3 separate regions of the Gossypium hirsutum genome follow, and all the other regions are linked to region 2. Evidence: chromatin contacts called from public Hi-C data. All regions are on one chromosome and are shown on one strand. The core of a region is the stretch at or near the end of the contact, and the rest is flanking DNA. Distances in the headings are between cores, read along the strand shown.

What was found. Hi-C and Micro-C count contacts between places; a contact is called where the count stands out from the background.
Region 1: a contact with region 2 is called in a Hi-C map of leaf, with 2.1 times the contacts expected there. The contact joins the promoter of LOC107939081 here to the enhancer-like site in region 2. A contact is called at or near these places in 3 of 34 Hi-C or Micro-C datasets (all in leaf).
Region 3: a contact with region 2 is called in a Hi-C map of leaf, with 4 times the contacts expected there. The contact joins the promoter of LOC107903827 here to the enhancer-like site in region 2. A contact is called at or near these places in 2 of 34 Hi-C or Micro-C datasets (both in leaf).

What each region holds. Positions count from the first base shown.
Region 1 is chrA13:79,207,624-79,210,412 of Gossypium_hirsutum_v2.1, forward strand. It overlaps LOC107939081 (calreticulin), which reads right to left and starts at 1,341. Exons shown (of 13, transcript XM_016872364.2): 1 at 1,182-1,341; 2 at 168-468; 3 at 1-80. The coding sequence starts at 1,281.
Region 2 is chrA13:79,577,230-79,580,128 of Gossypium_hirsutum_v2.1, forward strand. It overlaps the pseudogene LOC107893623. Among protein-coding and RNA genes, the nearest start is that of LOC121212881, 15 kb to the left of the region's middle. Within about 2 kb of position 1,337, at least 4 of the 9 cell types and tissues checked have an H3K27ac peak or open chromatin away from gene starts, as enhancers often do. A contact at or near this core is called in leaf, where this site is marked.
Region 3 is chrA13:79,973,297-79,976,074 of Gossypium_hirsutum_v2.1, forward strand. LOC107903827 (protein SUPPRESSOR OF QUENCHING 1, chloroplastic) reads left to right here and starts at 1,476. Exons shown (of 28, transcript XM_016829998.2): 1 at 1,476-2,057; 2 at 2,332-2,432; 3 at 2,561-2,617; 4 at 2,699-2,778. The coding sequence starts at 1,712.

The DNA.
Region 1 (2,789 bases), core at 91-2,590, 370 kb before region 2:
TCAAGTGGTTTGTCCCCTTGTAATGAAGAATAGCATGTACTTTCTTTGTGCTTCCACAGATATCAGGCCCAAACATAATGCTGCACCCAACCAACATTACAAAAAAATCAGTAAATCTGCAATAAAATCTTTTAGAGATACCAAGAGGTTAGATCATAAAGTAAAACCTGTATGGGGTGTCACCACCAAAATTCTTCTGGTCAATGTCACCACTGAGTAGTTTCATGTAACCACCACCACAGTCAAGCTGCTGCTCATGCTTGACAGAAAATTGGAAGACTAGAGTCTTGCCCTTGTTGTTAACTTCTGGGAACTTAGCCGAAATAGCATAGAACCTGTAGTCTTCACTAGTTTGAATACCTTTGTCATTAAGATTCCCACTCCATTTTCCAGAAGTGTAATTCCATTCCCCAGCCATGTTGTCATCTTTCTTCCAGTCAGATTTTACCCACCGACTTTCCCATCCATCTTTGGTTTAAAAACAATAGAAATGCAAAATCAGCCAGAAAAAGAAAAGGTCAAATTCTTCTGTTTGAAAACAGTGAAACGTACAATAAAAACATAAGCAGCTTCTCGTTTGTTAAAGGGAAAGCAAAATTTTAGTAACGCAGCCATGCATAGTACGTTAAGTAGTAGGAACACATTAGCTAGACTCTGATATCTACCCTGATTTAAAAGACCATAACATCTAATTAATTTTGCTAAGAACTAGTGTTTTCATTCTCAAGATATATCAAATAACAAAAAAATAACATAAACTAAAGCAGAATGATAATATTAATCATCATTTCATCCAATTATCCTCTACAGTTACAGAACAATTGAAACACAATACACAAATTCACACCCATTTCTCAAAGAATTCAAACACATTTCTAATAATTTATATATTTTTATAATTAGAGCCTTTTATGGAATCATATTACGTGTAGATCTACTCGACTCACTACATCTTTTAAACGAAATTAATCATTCGAGTAAAGGAACCATCGAAAACAGCCAGATCACCTACTTAACATTTAAAAATCACCGATCCATTCATTTACGTCAAGTTAAAATATCAAAACCTCTTAAATAAAAAAAAAGATTCAAACAAAAAAAAACAATCTAAAACGTTAAGATTCAATGCATGTAGATTGAGTATTAGAAAGCGGGGGGAAAATGAGTGAGAAAGAGTTTACCATCGAAACGCTCTTCGAAGAATACTTCAGCAGAGGCAATGACGAAGAAAGAGACAAGAATTAGAGAGATAAAATTAGGGATCCGTTTAGGAATCGCCATAGCTGAACTCCACGGAGCGAGAATGTAGAACTGCAGTGCACTGATAGTCTGATGGGTTGTTTTGGTACCGTTTATATAATACTCGTTGCGTTTCAATGGTTTTCTTCCTTTTTACTTTTTACTTTTTACGGCCCAGTTAAAACGAGGTATTATTATTTTCTGTAAATATGACGTGGACTGAAGTTAATGACTGAAGCCAATGGCTTGATGACATGTCATTCACAGGTGTCACTAAGTTGACGTGGCAAAAATTTATTGGCTAGGAATTTCACGTGACACGTAGGAGGATTTTGCCTTGTTAGGCTAGGAGTACGTTACGTCTCATTTCAGCGGAATTGTGTTACATGTGGCAAGCAGGCAATGATCCACAGAACTGTAGAGGCCGTCCACCTAGACGTTGGTTTGAGGCGTAGCAGCAGATTATTTACGTCTCTTAATTGGTCTCGTATTAGCGGTTGGGTTTCAGTTTTATCATCCCGAAACTTCCATTAAAATTTATGGCATCTATTGGTAAAAGAAAATTTGTAAATTTGTTTAGATATTTACGTTTTAGATAGATACTAAATGTGAATTTGAGTCTAGTAATATGAGAAAATAGCATAGAACTGTAATATAATATTTATTATGCATAAAAATCTTTTTTTTTTTAAAAAAACTTTCATCTCAAATCGATGTTTGAAAAATTAAATCTTAAATATTTTACTTGATATTTAAAAAATATTTTTATACAATATCTAAAAATTATTTATATCATAATTTAGTTCTTATTAACCTAATATTTTATATTTTTAAATGAAATTTAAATATAATAATGTAAATATATTATTTTTATAAAAGTAAAAAGAAAATTTATTTTAAATATAAGTTTTGATACTTATTTTATAAATTTCGATACGTTGCTTCTTTTGAAAGTTTTGTTAGATATCTTTAGAAGTTATCGGTACTTATAAATATAAAATTGATTTAAAAAGGTTTACAACATTTTGAAAGTTTATAATGTTAGGGCCCTTAGAAACATGATTATATGTTTTATAACATCTGAAAATATTTTAGATATTATCAAATTAAAATTTACAAATTTGATTAATGAAATTTAAGAATTATTTTAATATATCAAAACTAAAATAATTCTATCATTAGATATTCATTGAAAAATTCAATAGAGTAGTTAAATTTAAAATTTTTATTTGATTAATTTAAATTTAAATATAATTTAATTCAAGTTGACTATAAAAAATAAAAATCCAAATTTAAAAATTATTCTAACTCAAAATAACTAAAATAGGTAAAGTAATCCAACATTACTTGAACCAAGGAAAATCCAATTTTAAAATCTCAACCAACAAATTTCAATAAAAAAATTAATAATAACTTAAAAAATATAAAATTCTCAAAATTAAGTGGGGGTTTGATAAATTAAAATTCTAAATGTTAAAAAATTAAGCATTGAATTTGATAAGTGTTAAATTTATATTAAAAAATTATTTGATAAATTAGTAAATATAAGT
Region 2 (2,899 bases), core at 87-2,586:
GCTTTACCAAACCTACCCCTTTCATATCTAATATCTAAGCTGGTGGCATATATTGATTTCATTGCAACTTGCATTTGTAAAATAGATGATGCCTCTACTATATATGGCTGAGGGTTCATACTAACTTCTTTCCCTCCTTTTAATGGAATAAAAGGCTTACGATAAGTTGTAATAAGTGCAAAGCTATTGAGAACAGTTCTACTATTCTTTTTAAGTATTTTAGTTTGCTCTATAGTTTCAATGTCATATAAGTTAAAAAGAGGTTAATGTTTATGATATTACTCATTAACAAAGTTTGTTATGCCTCATTCGGGTTAGACATGTGATACTTTCAGAAGGCACTAGGTGGATGTTTGAAGATTGTTCTTCATCTCATGTTCGTTGAGCTGTTTTCAACTATTTAAGCTCACTGACTAAGCACTCGTCATGAGACCACCTATTAATAAAGAGAACATCCTCTTTCATTAAGCTTCCCACTTATCATGATTTGGTCACTCTCTTTTCAATATGAACATTTCTTCAAATATAAATACTCTCTTTAGAGACCATTAAAGCCTATCTAAGTATAATAATTTTGTACTCCTCAAAAGGAATAACAAAATAAGTAATGCCACACACCTCCCTCATATACTCCATGATGGTAACTAACTTATCACATCACTAGATAAGAAAGTTTTGTTATAAATACTCCAAGACAGAAGGAAAAATAGATCTTCTTCCTCTTTAGCAATCTTGACCGCCTATTCACTACACTCCTTTTCATGCCTTCACAACATCCTTCCTTCTCCTCTTATTTCTTTTCAATTTTCCGTTTGTTTAAGTGAATTGACTCCTTTGTACCATCAACATCTCCTCTTTTGTCTCCATCAATCAAAATAAAAGAATATAAGCAAGCATGCCTTTTTCTTTTATTTGAATATTATGTTATGTATCCTCTGTGGATAGGTATTTCTAAGCATAAGAAAGTTCTATGAAACTCTAAAAATTTATCATCCCTTTTCAAAATTAGGATTTCTTTGAGACATGGAGTACACTGACTACAATAAAAGCAAAATTCAAAGAATGATGAAAGGGGAACAGCTCTTTTTTCATTGGTTTTCAATTTTCAAACACAGCTAGAAGAAAAGTAGTTGTTGGTAATTGGGATTGCAAGTACTTTGGAACTGGATGTTGTCTGCTTGATTTTCCTTTGTTTTTTTTATTTGAATTTTGAGTTTTGGGGGTCTTCCAGTTTCTGTCACGAAGGCAAAGACATTTTTCACTTTTACCACTAAGCAAACATACATAGATTAGAAAATCTGACACCCCATCACGTGATGTTGCTTATACTCTCTCTCTTTCTCTACGTACATGTATAGCTCTGTATCTTTCTCTCTCTTTTTCATGCGCCTTTCCTTGAGCCACGCCGTTTTGCTCCCCCCGCTGTTTGCATTGGTTTTCTTTCACTCTCTTCTACGATTCTTGCTCCTGCAGATCTGCCACCCACTGCAGGGGAAGCTCTCTTTTGCTCTTCATCCCATTATTAATACCTTCCAAGTAGGGTCTTTAATTTATGTTTATGTGGTAAATTTTATTACATCTCTTTTTATTTTCTGGGCTGGTGGTATATTGGCCTCTGTATTTTGTTTTGGACATTGTGGTTTTTCCCTTTTTCCAAAAAATAAAAATAAAAATAACAAGCCTTATTACGTTGTTTTAGGTACAAATAGTTCACCATTGTTCTTGTCTGACCTTAAAATTTATTCTTTTGTTAATTTATGATTCGTTCTTTCATCCGTTCTTTCTTTTCTTCTCCTTTTTAGGAAAAGGGGTGCATTAAATTTGCTATCTTTGTATGGTGGAAGTTTTGGTTCATTATTTGGAGAACAAAGATAAGATAGTTTTAGGTTTGTTCACTGTTCTTCTAATCTAAACTTGTCCTTTGCGCATGCACAGAAATGGGGATCATCTCTAGGAAAATCTTCCCAGCTTGTGAAAGCATGTGTGTGTGCTGTCCTGCTTTGAGGTCAAGATCTCGACAACCTGTTAAGCGTTACAAGAAATTATTGTCTGAAATATTCCCCAAGTCTCCTGTGAGTATCCACTCTTTTCTTTTTCTTCTTTTTGGATTATACATTTTGGTAATGGTGGTCTTGGTGAAACTACAGAGGAAGTCTTTGTACATATTTGGGTTTTTGGTGATGGCTATTTAAGTTAGCTTGATTCTGAGTACTTTAATTTTTAATGTGGGCGTATCAATAAGGAATATTTGATCCTGCAATATGCCAATAATGTCTGCTAGAGTTTTTCTTTTTGAATCGGCGCTAGGTTGTTGCTGTGATTGTGGCTATTCAGTTGGTTACTCGGACTCACATGTGAGTGTCGGATACAAGTATGTGTCCTGTAAGGATATGTTCAATTTTGACATAAGTTTTTCATGTATTTGGAGATTCATATCCTACACTCATATTCATGCAAAATGAAGAGTTGAGCTACATAGCTGCCTAGAGTTCTCGGCTTTGACTCTAATGCCATTTGAGTACTGTAATTTCACATTAATAGAATAAAAATACACTCCTCTATAGTTGGTTCCTTTATGTTGTTTTATACTTTAAGAGAAAAAAAGTTATCCTTTGGTTGGATCTTGGAAGAAACTGGAGATTAAGCAAAATTGTTAGATGCGGTTAATTATTCAGTTGGTGCATTTCTGAAGAGTCATTGTTCATTTTGCATTGCATCCACTTTTTGATAAGCTAGGATTCTAAACTTAATGCCTTGCAATGCATTGTAGGGTGCTCCTCCAAATGAAAGGAAAATTACGAAGTTATGTGAATATGCTGCGAGAAATCCTTTCCGAATTCCAAAGGTAGAAATTACTATCTTTCTTATTTGTTTGCCGGTAATAGGTAAACAGACTCAG
Region 3 (2,778 bases), core at 226-2,725, 400 kb after region 2:
ATAGGTAAAGTTAATTTGTGAATATAAGCCTTTTGTTGAACTTAATTGTAGAACTTGAAACTCTTTGTTAACATTATAAACTTAGCCTTTTTGAATGAGTTTATGATGAATTATGTGTTCTTGAGATTGGAATTGAACTTATATGAATGGAATGTTGATTGAATTGGTAGAAATTTGATATTTGAATAGGGTTATAGGTGATGAAATTTGAAGAAATGGAAAAATTTTAAAAATAGAATGCACGTCACGACATCAAGATTACCACGTCTCGATGACATAAGTCAATATGTGACGTCGCAGCATCGAGGGTTCCACGTTGTTGTGTTTGACTATTAAAAGAGCTATTAGAAGCTCGTATAAAATTTAGACATGTGTTTGAATTATATTAGAAATGTTTAATGACCCCAATAACTTGAATGAATTGATGAAATGAATTTAATTTAATTATCATTGCTTCAACAACAAATGTAGCCTTTTGATATCTTGACCCGACGATCGGGTCAAGTATGGGGGAGTTATAAAAAAAATGTCATACTCTAGTACTAAATGATATATTATTAAGTCATAAAGAAATAAAAATAAAATATTGTGATATATTATTTTATTAATAAAAATATAATTTGAAATAACTATAAATTATTTTTAATTATTTCATAAATATTATAAACTAATATCATTATAAAGAACAAAAGAGAATAGTAGAAAAAAGAAAGAATAATTCAACTTCCACTTGGATAAAATAATTCCATATGGATGGTTCTTCTAAGACATCTAAATACATGTTTAATTTCATACAATGTCTCTGTGTTTGAGAAGAATTTAAATTTTGTTAACAAGTTCACTATGAATGTTATATCAGGTCGTGTGTTGTTTCAAGATACACTAATGCCTTATAAGTCTATAACTTTTAAATATGGTACTTCATGACCAAAAAATTCTTCATCATTTTCATCAAGACGAAATGAGTCTTTATTCCCATATAGTGATTTTACAACTATTGAGGTATTCAATGAATATGATTTATCCAAGTAAAATTTCTTTAAGATTTTTTTTATATAAGTTGACTGATGGATATGAATTTCATCATTTAAATACTCAATGTATAGGCCGAAACAAAATTTTGTTTTTATAATATCTTTCATCTCAATTTTTTTAAAATTAATTTTTTATATTTTAAAAATAATATTTAAATCCTCAAGGTAAACAACAATTATCTTTTATTTATATATATATATTATATTAAAAGAAGAAAAATTAAAAATTAATTATTTTTCTATTGAAAAGAGATAAAATTAGGTGTAACCATAATTTCATACAATACTTCCTTTTATATTAACGGTGAGGAAACACTTATTATGGAGTATTTACCAAATTTTACTCCAATTATCATTATCTATTTTTAGTGGGCCCCTGTCACTAGTTTAATGTCACTAAGACCCATACAAATGCATTGGATAAAGCACCAATTATTGGCAACCAAATAAATAATCAGCAGAAGACGAAGCTTCATCTCCACCACTACTTATAGTATAAACACCATCCAACCATTTTCAGTGCACTACAAGGACAACTAGCCCAACAAATCAAAGGTCTGTTTTAATTACATCAAGGATGATTTAGTCCACCAAAAAAAACCCAAACAATTTAATCCTGAAAAGCTCCTTTCCAGGAGCCAGTTACCGCCACTCAAACAGAAAACTGAGTTTGTGCTATGGCCGTGAGACTATTGTCAACTCCAACTGCTCTATCTGATCCAACAAAGCTCTCCTTCTTCTCATCACCCAAACCCATCTCAACAGCAACCTCCTTCTTTCAATGGAGATCCAAGTGCAGAATTTTTACAAGGAAAATGGTGGTAAAGGCATGTGTTAAGGTGGAAGAAAAGAATGTGAAAGAAACTAGTAAACAAGAGTGGGGCAAGGTGACAGCTGTACTTTTTGACATGGATGGAGTGTTGTGCAATAGTGAGAACCCTTCTAGAAAGGCTGCTGTTGATGTTTTTGCAGAGATGGGTGTCCAAGTCATTGCGGAGGACTTTGCTCCTTTCACTGGAATGGGTAAAATTTTAGTTTGATCCCTTGATATTTATTTTAAGTTTCTCCTGTTATGGATAGTCTTCCATAAATTTGAGTGATTCGGAAAAGTATGAATTTTGAGGAATGTAGGTGATTAATTGTATGGTGCTGATTAAGAAGTAAATGTGTTTCAAAGAGTTCTTCATAAATATGTAAATCTGCGACAAATAGTTCTTCTGATTTATTGTCAATTAATTTTGATGTCATGAAGAGCTGTTAACTTTACCTGCATATTTCTACTTCACTGATATACCAGGTGAAGCAAACTTTTTAGGAGGCGTTGCTTCTGTTAAGGGTGTTAAAGAATTTAACACTGAGGCAGCAAAAAAGAGATTCTTTGAGATATATCTTGATAAGGTAATCAGCACTTAGTTTTTATATGGAGAGTTATTCTTTCTTCTTATGAAAGGACAATCATACAATGCCCATTTTTAGTGTTTTTCAGTGAACAAATTTTCACACAAAAAGTTCTTTCCTTCTTGTAGTATGCAAAACCTAATTCTGGAATAGGATTTCCAGGTGCTTTTGAGCTCATTAATGAGGTACGTAAGCCAATTGTCACTGGAGAGATAATGATGTCACCTCAGGTTTATGATCATATGATGGAATATTCTGTGTGACAGTGTAAAAACAAAGGCCTAAAAGTGGCTGTTGCATCCAGTGCTGATCGTGTCAAGGTAGATGCTAACTTAGCTGCTGCTGG